3 separate regions of the Pan troglodytes genome follow, and all the other regions are linked to region 1. The links are chromatin contacts, called in public Hi-C maps. All regions are on one chromosome and are shown on one strand. The core of a region is the stretch at or near the end of the contact, and the rest is flanking DNA. Distances in the headings are between cores, read along the strand shown. Region 1 holds the start of NEDD4L (NEDD4 like E3 ubiquitin protein ligase). Region 2 overlaps NEDD4L (NEDD4 like E3 ubiquitin protein ligase). Region 3 overlaps ALPK2 (alpha kinase 2).

Region 1 (3,740 bases), core at 530-3,029:
CAAGGGCATCTGAGAATGCGTGTGTGTGTGTGTGTGTGTGAGAGAGAGAGAGAGAGAGAAAGAGTGTGCACGTGTACCTTTTGTTTATCAAAAGACTTTACGGTTTTTTTTGTTTTGTTTTTTTTTTTTGAGACGGAGTCTCGCTCTGTGGTCCAGGCTGGAGTGCAGTGGCGCAGTCTCGGCTCACTGCAACCTCCGCCTCCCAGGTTCAAGGGATTCTCATGCCTCAGCCTCCCCGAGTAGCTGGGATTACAGGCGCCCGCCACCACGCCTGGGTAATTTTTGTATTTTTAGTAGAGATGGAGTTTCACCATATTGGCCAGGCTGGTCTTGAACTCCCGATCTTATGATCCGCCCGCCTCAGCCTCCCAAAGTGCTGGGATTACAGGTTTGAGCCACCGTGCCCGGCCTAAAGACTCGAGGTTTGAAAGGGTTGAAAAACCTCAGTATTGAAAGAATGGACAGAAATCTGACTTTTAAATAGTCCTCCATAAATAGTTCTCATCGGGGGTTTTGTGGCCTGTAAGTACTGTGGACTTGATGGCTCAAGACTTCTAGAGAAGGCTTCTGAGTAGGATGTTGACTCCATGGGGCTAAGTCGTCAAAGGAAACCCATTCTACGGCACAGGTTTTAAGCCACTCATGCTGCAGGGAGGCAAAGGAGAGCTTAAGGTAGCATGAAAACGAACTAACAGGACGAACAGCAGATAGTTATGTAGCTGGCAACGAGGAATATGATTCTTTCGGGTCACGCGAGTTCTCTCTTAACTTCCTTGAACGAAAATCCTAAATGCATCCTGGTAATACCCAAGTAGGCACTTTGACGTTTCCTTTTCAAAGGCAAATGGAATGTTCTGCGTCTGTTTTCTTTTTGAACTCCCAACTGCACTTAACATCTAAATTTAAGGAAAGGCTTCCGAAAAAGTCGACTGACGAATTTCTTTCACTTATTTAAAGTATTCTCTTGCAGTCCTATAAATCGGAAGGATTAAATGAACTGCTTGCTAGAGAAACAGTAGCTGGGAGGTGGGTCTTATTAGCTACGGTGGCTAATAAGACGTCTCGATCATTTGCATATGCAAAGGATAACCTTAAGCTTGAGTTTGATATTTCACGTTGCGGCTCACAAATGAACTGCTTTTTATTCGAAGAACCATGCTGTCTGTTTTCGCGTGGGTGGGTGTGTAACCGGGGCGGGCGCTATGTTGGTTTTGTTCCCTGCAAGATTGACACAGGCAATGGCGACTTGCGGCCACACTGGGGCAGCCTCTCCTCGGCTGGCAGCCGGGCCGGGCGGCTCGCTCCCGGGAGCTGACAATGTAGACAAGTCCTGCTCGTCGGGGCCGCAAAGAATTTAAAGGGGTCTAGAAACATCCATCTTTTCCCCTTTTCACAGTTAACAGCGAGCTCAGAGCTCTCGGTAAAAAGACCACCGGGAGGAAGAAACGCTCAGGGCGTTTTTGTTATTGTTCGCAAAATCCTCTATCGCCCCCAAACGTCCAGCCCGCCCCCTCCCTAAAGCGGAGGGAACCCGGGAGAGGAGGGAGGGTCGGCGGCGCCGGCCAAGCGCGCCAGTACACGCCCCTGCGGATCCGCCCCGCGGCCGGGTGACCCCCGCCGCGCCGCGCCGCGCTGGAGGCCCCGGGCCGGGGTGGGCGTGGGGCTGAACTCCGCCACCCCCGCAGCCTGCGGCCCGCTCCCCAGCCCGGCCTGTGATTGGCTTGGGGGGCGCGTGCGCCCGCCCCGGCGAACGGGGAGGGTACCCTCGCGGCGCCGGTGGGAGGAGGCGGAGGAGGGGGCGGAGAGAGCGGGGGCCCGGACGGAGCTAGCGAGGAGGCGGGCGAGCCGGGTCCCCGGGAGCGCAGAGGAGGCTCGGAGAGGGGCGGAGAGCGGCGGGGCGGGAGGGAGGCGCGGGTCGCGGGGAGGGAAAGCCCGGCCGGGTCTGCGCCGCCGCCGCGCGCAGGGAGAGGCGCCGGGGCTGCCGCCCGGTGCTCGGCGCGCTCTCGGGAGCCGCCCGCCCGCTGGTCCCGCAGCCTTCCGGGAGGAAGCGGTGCCGGCAGCGTCCGGGGCGCGCTCTCGGGCACCCTCACCTGCCGGCGCCCGGCCGCTTACCCGGCAGGGCGTGCGCAGGGTAGGGTGCGGGACCGGGGGGACCTGGAGGCAGAGGGGAGAACCGGCCGTCCGCGCCGCAGCACAGCCGCTGGGAGCGCCTCAGACCCCGCGCGGGGCGCCGGCTCCATGGCGACCGGGCTCGGGGAGCCGGTCTATGGACTTTCCGAAGACGAGGTGAGTGGCACCCCCTTCCTGCTCGGGACTCCCCGGGGAGTTCCTATCCCGCGCCGGCAGGGGGAGGGGAAAGGGGCCGTCCCCGGGGTGCTCGTGCCCAGCGTCTGCAGGGGAGCCCCAAAGCGGGAGCGCCCCGGAGCGGGATCCAGGGGAGCTTGGGTCCTTCCGCACCCTCCACCCTCCGCAAGCCGAGCTCATTGTTTGTAAATAAAGCGGCGCGACGCCCTTGGAGCTGGGGGTTCACTCCGCAGCTCCTCGCTTTTGGGAGGAGAGGGAGGGGGCATGCGTGCCTCTCTTGCCTCTTCCTCTCCAAGCAGCGTCTCCCGGGGCTGTTGGGCAACTTTCCGCCTCTCGCCCCTGCAGCCCGGGAGTCCATGATGCATGTCACGTCTGGGTCGCGCGGCTGGAGACCCGGGACTGCGGAGAAGCCGGATCGTTTCCCCCTGGAACTTTCTCTCTCATGATTGTGTGGATCAGCAGGCGCTCAGAAGCCTGTGCGTGCTTATCCCGGCGGGAATGGGGGACACGCTGCGTGTGTCCCTCCCCTCGTTTTGCAAAGTCTACGGCCAGGATTGTGGATTTCGGAGCCTCGGTGGGGGAGGTGTTCAAGGCTGGTGGCAGGTGCTCCTGGAAACTTGGGGAGGAAGCTTGCAGCCCTGCCATTTTTTCCTCCCGAGGATTCAAAGCCCGGCACCTCCGGGGTGGGTGGGGAGAGGAAAGCTTAATTGATCTCTTTTATTAATAAAGCGAATGAATAAGCCACGCCTCCCGGGCGGTCGGTTTCACTGGAAAGGGCTTTGTTTTTACCTTCACTCTCTCTTCCGTGTCTCCCACTCCCCCCTTTTGAAACAATCCTGCTAAATCACTGCCTAGTCCTCTCTCGACCAGCCACGCTCGGCTCTTATTGGTATGTTGCTCTGCCAAAAAGGGGGGTGGGACGCTTGTCGCGGGCGCGGCGTGACAGGCAGGCTGGATGGAGCAGGTAGGAGTGGTTTGCCATCTGGCGGGGTGCGCACTCAGGTCTGGCTCCCCTTTCGAGAGGTGAATTTACAACCCAAGAAGCATTACTCAGCAGGGAGGTATTTCCTATCCTGGTTGTGCATTTCATGAAAAGTTGATGCCTGGAAATTCAGGCGTTCTCGATTTCTCTTTCTTCCCCTCCCTCCTTTCTTTTCAGAGGTTCCCTCTTTCTCTCGTGTTGGGGGTGGGGTCGGAAGAAAGGCTATTATCTGAGACAAGCTCGCGTTATGGCTCCGCTTTCTGCGGCTCTCCTACCCTGGCATGGTGTGTGTGTGTGCCTGTGTGCTACGTAAGTGTGGAATGAAAGGTATTTTGGGGTGGGAAGGGTGTTTGGGGTATGAATTTTTTTCTTAGCGGTGCTAGGCAAAGCTTGATGTATTTATTTGATCAAAGAATGATCACAGTGCAAATAATGTGTGATTTGTGTGTTTATT
Region 2 (3,717 bases), core at 99-2,598, 280 kb after region 1:
TGTGTAACTGTCATTGGTGTGAGTCACTGGGGCAGCGTGATTAGGTCTGTGAGCTGGATAGCAAGGCTGTCATTATTCTCAAGGCCTTCTGCTGACTGCTGCTCTTGGTAAGACATACAGAATCTATGGGCACCTCCTCTTACCGCTCTATGCTAGATGAGGCGTCTCCACGTTGAGTTGTAGCAGATACAGCTAAGAAAGTAAAAGAAATGAAAATCTCATCAAAAGGATTGGGGTTAGTCTCATTCTTCATGCATACCCAAACCGTGGTAACTTTGATTTTTTTATTATCCAGTATGGATTGTTTAGAGGAGACAGATGGCTTTCCAGTTCATCAAATTTTTTCAATTATCTAAAAGGAATTGCTATGCTTGGAGCAAGTCATTTCAATAAATCTCATTCATATTTACCTGCTGCTTCCTTTTAAATGGAAGAAGAGAATGTTTTTCAAGTACACTTGAAAAATAGCATATGTGAATTAGAAACTTTCTCTGTAAACTAGCAGAGTAGAAATAAGAGGCCAGCATTCAGCACCAGGTAGGCTGGATTCCTTCTTAGGTGGCTGAAGCTGGCTATGGGGCTGGTCTCATCATATCTAAAGAACTGCCCAGCTTTTACGCATTTTGAATGTGGTGGAACCAACTGCATATTTTTATATGAGAGCGGCAAATAGTCATTGTGTTCCAGTTTGCTTCTCGGGTCATCTAAACGTCAGAGGCCATGCCACAAGCACCGTAACTGAGGGATATAGTGTGACTGTGGTCTATCGGACACCGTGTGGTCCAGGCCAGTGACCTGTGGAGCTGAATCATGACTTCCCAGATGACTCCCAGAGCCTTAGAGGGGACTGGTGCGTGTCTCCAAATGATTTTCACCTGGGCCTCTTTGAAGTCGGGAGAGATACGTGCAGTATGGTAGATGTGGAGAGGGAGAGGCATGGTGTGTCCAGAAATTAGCAGGACCTGATCCATATACGTGGATTCTGAAGCAGTGCACTTACTAGATTAAAAAAAACAATGTACTTACTGGATTTAAAAAGTGTGTATTTTTTTGTGAGATGCAGTTTGTAAGATGCATTGTTAACTAGGCCATATACTTTTTCCATTGGCTCTCAGCTCTCAAGAAGCTCTTTAGTTTTTAGCATTGGATCAGTAAACACTTATTAAAATGTTCCCAGCATTTGTTTGCCATCTTCTCTTTCAGCTGGGCCCAGCTGTGCCCTCAAACCCTGCCTGTCTCTTCCCTGACTGATCATGTTCTCCCAGCTTCTACAGAGGCTTCCATAGCATTGTGCTTGGTAGCAGACACCAGACAGAATCTCAGCCAGCTCAGTCCAGGCGCACGGGCTCCTGGTCTCCCGGGGTGTGGTTACTCGTGTCTCCTCGGGGCCTTCCGCCCTCCACATTCCAGTGCCAGGCCCTGGACCTTTGTCTCTATTCATGATAAAACATTTTTAGGAAATGCTGACGCTCAGTGAAGAAATGGAAACACTAACTCTTTGTTCTCTTCCTAACAGACACGAGACGACTTCCTGGGCCAGGTGGACGTGCCCCTTAGTCACCTTCCGGTAAGGACAGTCTCATGTTTGATGCTTCGTGCTGGGGGCGGGGGTTTCTAATTGTCTGTAGTCAGCATATTTTCAGAGTGGCATTTCTTCACCACGGTGGAGAAGGCTGAAATGAAGCATGTGTGCTGTGGCCTTAGTCCTTTCTGGAAAGTGGTCCTTTCAAGGGGATGGAGGAGAAGCTGGCTGTAAGAGTAGTCAAGGGTGCCTGAGTCGTGCGCTTGCGTTCCCATCCACCAGCTCCCTCTCTTTTCTGCACTTCAGCTGCTCCACCTTTGTGTATCACATCTTACAAAACAGACACCTCCTTCACTCAGGCCTCCCTTCTTGTCACTTACTGTCTCTGCTTCCTAATGCATCCTCCGGGTCCCATCAGATGTTTGCACTCTTTGTCTGGAACCGCACATGCCATTTCTCTTGGATACCTCTACACAAACTATAATAGCATTTCCCAGATTTTGGTGTCTGGCTTTCTCAGTCAGCATGGTGACAAAAGAAGAGCCTGTTCATTCTGAGTGAACTTGTCAGCTGGGAACACCCACCCTCGCTGGAACACGCACTGAGTTAGCATGTGTGGCGCTGCCATTTCTCTCTGCTCAAAGTAGCGGAGCAGTCGAGGCTGTTGACTAGTGACGGGTATTAGGGCTGACACCCGAAACAGGAGGCAGGGCAGACAGAATGTGTAGTTGGGACCTGGAGGCCTTGAGAAAGGTGGATCCCCATCTCCTATTCCAGCTTCAGTTTTCCGGCTTGTCCCAGCCTTCCTCCTGGCCTTCTTCCCTGGGCAGCACGACGACGTGATAGAAGTAGCAGCTGAGAGAGGAAAGGCGAATGTTTCTGCCTTACAAGGGCATTGTGTTATTTTTTTAAATGCTTTGTGTGAGCAAGTAGCATAAATAGTCTATAAAGTAAAGTGACTTAACCCCCTAGCATAAGCTTCCTGCTGTGTGGAAATTATGGCTGTTTCCATATGTTAAATACCAAGTAAGCTTTGAAGATGTGTTGTGAAGGAAGGTGATAGCAAGTAATTTACTCTTACTCACTCAGGGGAGCTGTTAAGGAAGAAAGTTGCAAGGTTCCAAAGGACTGGAAGTGAAAGTGATATTCTTAAAATACCTTGTTTGTTTCTTTATAAAACTCTGAAGCTCCAGGGTGCCACGGGAGGGGCCTGCCCGGGGCTTCTGCGTGAGACCTACTCCATGAGCCATCAGAAACCTGACTGCTCTTCTCAGGTCACGTTGGGAGGATGTGACTATTTCACCTTTTGTGAGCAAAGACCTCGCATCCTTCTACGTTGGGAGGTCTTCTGTGTATGTTCTTCAGACTGAAGCTGCGATCTTCTCACACTTTTAGACAGTGTTGGTTGATGGGCCAGCTCTTTTATGGACGTCTCCAGCCACCCTTTCCCTAATGTAAAAACCACATCTTGGCCAAGGGAAATTATTTTCTGAGAGGCAAATATTCTAATATTTGGTAAGAGGCAAAAGTGACATGTTTAAAAACCTTGCTCTGACAAGCTCTTTTTTGAGTGAGTGAGCAGCACCTGGTCTTGAAAGGTTGAGTAGGGCTCCCAGAAAATAGAAAAAGGTTCCTCCTCCGAGGCCAAGTCAGTAGAAAGAATAGTTTAGCTTTGGATTCTGAGTGGAGGCAGGGTCAGTGAGCCTTCAAAGAAGGAAGCGGTGCAGAGGCACAGGGCAGGAATAGAAGCCAGCCGATTGCAGAGGGTAGAGCCGTGAAGGCCCAGAGAGGACCGAGTGCCCCTAGTTACTCGTGTGCCCAGAGGGTAACTTGCAGTGGCGTGCTTCACCTCCATACTTCAAACTGACTAGCTGTTCACAGCCAACTACAGTCAGAGAGATGGACCACAAAGAAAACAAAAGGAGAGGCGTGAAGGTATATTCTTTATTCATGTGGCGGTAGAACCCAAGTTGCGTGTTCTGAATGCACGTGGCTTTTGAATCCAGGATTTCAGGTGCTTTCGTGTGTATGTTTGGTCGTGTGTATAGGGTGCTCATGGGGAAATTACAGTGGCATTCTATTTGTGTGATAGCACACAGGTGTGAGTGTGGAGAGGGCGGGAGCATATGAGTGTATTTTGTGGATTGAATTATGGATGCTGTGTTCTTGATTAGTATATGACCATTGTCAAGGTG
Region 3 (3,977 bases), core at 99-2,598, 460 kb after region 1:
GACAAGCGATGCAGCACCTGTCCCTGAGTCCTCAGGTCCTGGGGAATGGACTGGGCAGGGGGACAACTAGGGAATAGGGTCAGGAGTGGGAGGAACCCATGGATCCCAATTCCAGACACTTTAACAGAACTGTCCTTTGTAAGACTTCTGGGTAGAGGCCAGGAGACTGCTGTGCTAGTCCCTCCATGGAGGGGGCATGTCCCGGCTGGCTCTGTTGGGCCTGGGAGACTCCCCCATACACTGAGAGCACTGCTATAGTAGGGTCTGCCTTGCCAAAAACTGCGAAAATCACCACTGTTCCCTTCAGACTTCCCTTCAGCCTCCAAAATTCCTTAATGGCAAAGACTAGCCACATAAATCAGCCAGCGGGCCAGCCAGCCCTACTACAGAATGGCCTGACCGGATGAAGATGGGATGCAGGTGGCCTTCCGGGACAGGTGACCATGTGGCAGGCGGGGACAGGAGCTATCTGGGGCATAAAATTGCCTTTCTCAAGCTGACAGGCCTGTGAGATTGGTCCGCTGATGCCTGGCATTGGGGACTCAGCTGAAATGTTTGGTGTTCTATAGTGACATGGCCCTGCTATGAGACACTTTAAAGGCATCAGGAATTCTGTTCCAATGTCCCTTTGTTTCCTCTCCTGGCAGACTCATGCATTGCTTTAAATAGTCTGCCTGGAGTCACCACTCATGCACATAAGCCTATTCTCGGGGCGTGTTTCTTCGGATTAGATTGTTTCTTCCCACCTCCAAGTTTGTTTTGGCCCTTCCTCTCCAGGTACGGTGGTGGCTCGGCCTTGTGACTGGGCAAAGCATCCCAGGTGGCTGCCGTCCCCTCCATCTGCTTGTGGGCATTGAGGGCAGAGCCTTTCTTTTGGAACTCAGCTTGGCCGAGTGTGGGAGTCTATTTTGATCTTTTCTCCTGTTCATGGCCAGGACCAGAGCTAGGCACACAGACCCCAATGGAGCCTGCTTTCTCAAGGCAGCTCTCCTCCTGCTACATGAATGAATCATCCAGGCTTCTGTCCAGGGTCTCGGGAATTTGGCTTCCATGTCAGGGACGCTTGACACAAGCCACACATCCTTAAGCCTCGTCGTTCCTTCCTCCGAGGGTAGAAAGATGCAAGGCTGGCTGGCAGCCACTGCGAGGGGTGTCCTTTATGGCTGTCCATATTAATCTTATTTTGGTCTAATGCTTACTGCCAGGGAAGAAATCTGCTAATGGTACTTTTCTTTGTTTTATTTCAATCTGGCAACAGGAAATTGGCTTTTTAGGGGAGACTACAAAGGGCAAAGTATTGGTTCTGGAGCCCTCTGGTGGTTGAATTGCAATCTGGTCGCCTCCCCCGGGAACTCCCCGACTGGCTGGAGAGAAGCATGAGTTTGCAGTTCGGCTCCACTGCACGCATGGCTTTAGATCGGTCTGGAGTTGGTTAGGTTACATTTCCAAATCTCCAGTTATAAAATTAGGCCTTTTTTCCTTGTGTAATTTCCAATCAGAAATTTGTTCAACGGGTTAGTATCTTGGGTCTATCTAGAAAGTGGATTACTGGATGTCAAAACAATCTTACTTGCCATACTTTGTAACTTGAAATTTTTGTACTCAACATTTGCCAAAAGATTGAGGTGGCTGAGGTACAGGGGATGTGTTTCCAGACATATTTATATCTCTGGCTCCCAAGAGAAATATGACATACTCCTGTTATAAGGAACATACAATGAAGTAAAGTTGAATTAAAATGAGTAAGTCATGACAATTCTCTATTTTATTTTATGAGATTAGAGTAATTACTCCTGAAATAGGATCATAGCCTTTGACTTCATTGAACAAGACAGCAAAACAGGTTGCATGACTGGGGTGTCAGCAGCCAAATATATGGTCCTGATTGAGACATATGGGAATTTTTTTTTTTTAATGACACACGGAGCACTGCTTCTTATGATGGTGCTGTTCCCCCAGCTGAACCCTGCCAGGTACCAGCCCCCCCATAGAACTTGCGACTCTCCCTTTGCATCATGAATGAACTAAGCTCACTCACAGTTGCTTGCTAAGAATCAAGAGAACTTGCTCGATCAACCCTTATTCCTCCATCTTCTCTCCTGCTGTCTGCAGTCTGCAATGCTCGCCTTCCTTTCTTCCCCAGCTCATTTGCCTCCCACCTGGACTTTCCTGTCTGCAGAGTGCCCTTGAACTTGAGCCCTTTCCAAGTCTGTTCTCATGAGTTAGCTCCCTTTTGCGGCTTTGACATTCACTGGAGAACTTTTTCAATTGTGCCTCGCCTCCCAGCATTGAGGATCTGCCGTTCACTTTGGGGTGCTGACTTCAAGCAGGAAAGACTTCTTGACTCCTGCCAGCAAGCAGGCTGCCCCATGCCCCATGCCCCATGCCCCATGCCTCCTCACCTGTGAAGTGAGGAGGTCGGGCTTGATCACTGGTTTCCACTCCAGAGGGGTTCCCAGGAGCCTCTAAAGAGGTCTCTCAACCACCTCTTATGCTCTGTTTGGAGAAGTTTTCCCTTTTCATCAGTTTTTCAAACTGTGATTGTAAGATATATTTCTTTTGGGAAAAAAACTGTGGCTTAAAAAGGTAAAGTTTAAAGAAAAGTTTTTAAAAAACAAAAGACAAGAAGATCTAATATCCCTGCCAAAGCTCTCAAACACTTCAGAATCTCCTCCTCTCCCAGCTCCTGCTCCTTGGCCTCTCCTTGGGTGGGAAGGCAATGAGTAAGTAATACTTTATAGACAGCATTCTGCACTGGGCTCCAGCCGTCAGTGCTTCTAATGGGTCTTGGGCAGCTGTCCCGGGCCAGATAAGTCACATTAAAGCTGAGAACAAAACCAAAGGATTGGATTTCTTTTTAAATCAGGAGGAAAAAAAATGTACCATTCGAAGCTCCCAGTGGGTCTGGGTTCCTGGAAGCTATTGACTTGAATTTAAAAGATGTCTTAAATAATCACGACCATCTTCATTTTTGAAACTTCTTGGGCAGGTTTCTTCTTTGTTTTGGTAGAGAGTTGTTCTAAATAACAGCACGAAATTTGCCTACTCTGGTGTCAGGCTAAGACATGAGGAGCGAAGGGAAACTAATATTTATCTAGCTCACTTCCAGTTTCAGGGGCTAGGTGTAGATTAACTGGGGGAATACTCAGGGCAAGCTGGAGCGTCCCCATGCTGTACATCACTGACTTTAAGAACTTAGTCACATGCCCACAGTCACACAGCTGGTATGACGAGAAGCCAGGATTCAAACTAGGGCTGGCCGATGCTTGCATCTGCAAGGTTCTGCAGAACACATGAAGCCTGGAAAGGAAGGCTCCGTTTGGAAAATCCTTCTGGGGTCCAGAAGCCTCCATAAATAGGGCACCATATAATTTATCTTCTAAATGGGTACACTTGTTCAGGATCAATGCTAAAGCGTATGGGATGTGAGAACATCAGGCATAAAATGGTACCATGATGGGGAAACTGCAATAGACGTTCATCCCCCTCATCAGGTAGGCTAGGCAAATTCCTACGATGCCAAGAAGCGAGGCTACTATCAGGAGAAATGGAAGCAGCAGCATCAGAGTATGAACTGGGTCTAGCTCTAAATCCCTTGTTCCTTCGTCCCCACTACATCATAATCCCTCCTAATGCGCTGTCTTCACAAGCCCAAGAACACGCCCAATTCCCTGAAGTGTATGCCCGCCAGGTCTCTGGTGAGCACAGGGGAGAAGCCTGGAGACAGTTCCAACATAAAACTTCATCATCACTGAGCCATCCCAGGGAAAATGTCCAAACCGCATTCTGGTTCTAAAACCCAACTGGAAGCTTTGTGCAATCGGCGAGAACTTCATGAATCAGACTTACTGACCTGGAGGTTAAAAGAAAGAGCGATCCCCTTCCTACGTTTTCAGATTCCTCTACTTCTCTCTGTCCTTTATTGAAGCTGAAAATTAGCATATTTGTTGGATTGTGGCTGACACTGATGGTCTGAA

The links. A called contact is a pair of places that touch in the nucleus more often than the background predicts.
Region 2: a Hi-C map of stem cell-derived neural progenitor cells shows a contact between it and region 1, with 4 times the contacts expected there. The contact joins the enhancer-like site here to the promoter of NEDD4L in region 1. A contact is called at or near these places in 1 of 7 Hi-C or Micro-C datasets (stem cell-derived neural progenitor cells) and 1 of 1 datasets of contacts at active chromatin or transcription factors (stem cell-derived excitatory neurons).
Region 3: a contact with region 1 is called in a Hi-C map of stem cell-derived neural progenitor cells, with 5 times the contacts expected there. The contact joins the enhancer-like site here to the promoter of NEDD4L in region 1. A contact is called at or near these places in 1 of 7 Hi-C or Micro-C datasets (stem cell-derived neural progenitor cells) and 1 of 1 datasets of contacts at active chromatin or transcription factors (stem cell-derived excitatory neurons).

What each region holds. Positions count from the first base shown.
Region 1 is chr17:68,102,004-68,105,743 of NHGRI_mPanTro3-v2.0_pri, forward strand. It overlaps NEDD4L (NEDD4 like E3 ubiquitin protein ligase), which reads left to right and starts at 1,780. Exons shown (of 31, transcript XM_001140979.7): 1 at 1,780-2,286. The coding sequence starts at 2,239.
Region 2 is chr17:68,380,708-68,384,424 of NHGRI_mPanTro3-v2.0_pri, forward strand. It overlaps NEDD4L (NEDD4 like E3 ubiquitin protein ligase), which reads left to right. Exons shown (of 31, transcript XM_001140979.7): 6 at 1,517-1,567. Among named protein-coding and RNA genes, the nearest start is that of MIR122, 130 kb to the right of the region's middle. Within about 2 kb of position 1,349, at least 6 of the 24 cell types and tissues checked have an H3K27ac peak or open chromatin away from gene starts, as enhancers often do. A contact at or near this core is called in stem cell-derived neural progenitor cells, where this site is marked.
Region 3 is chr17:68,558,338-68,562,314 of NHGRI_mPanTro3-v2.0_pri, forward strand. All of the region lies in intron 12 of ALPK2 (alpha kinase 2), which reads right to left. Among named protein-coding and RNA genes, the nearest start is that of MIR122, 44 kb to the left of the region's middle. Within about 2 kb of position 1,349, at least 5 of the 24 cell types and tissues checked have an H3K27ac peak or open chromatin away from gene starts, as enhancers often do. A contact at or near this core is called in stem cell-derived neural progenitor cells, where this site is marked.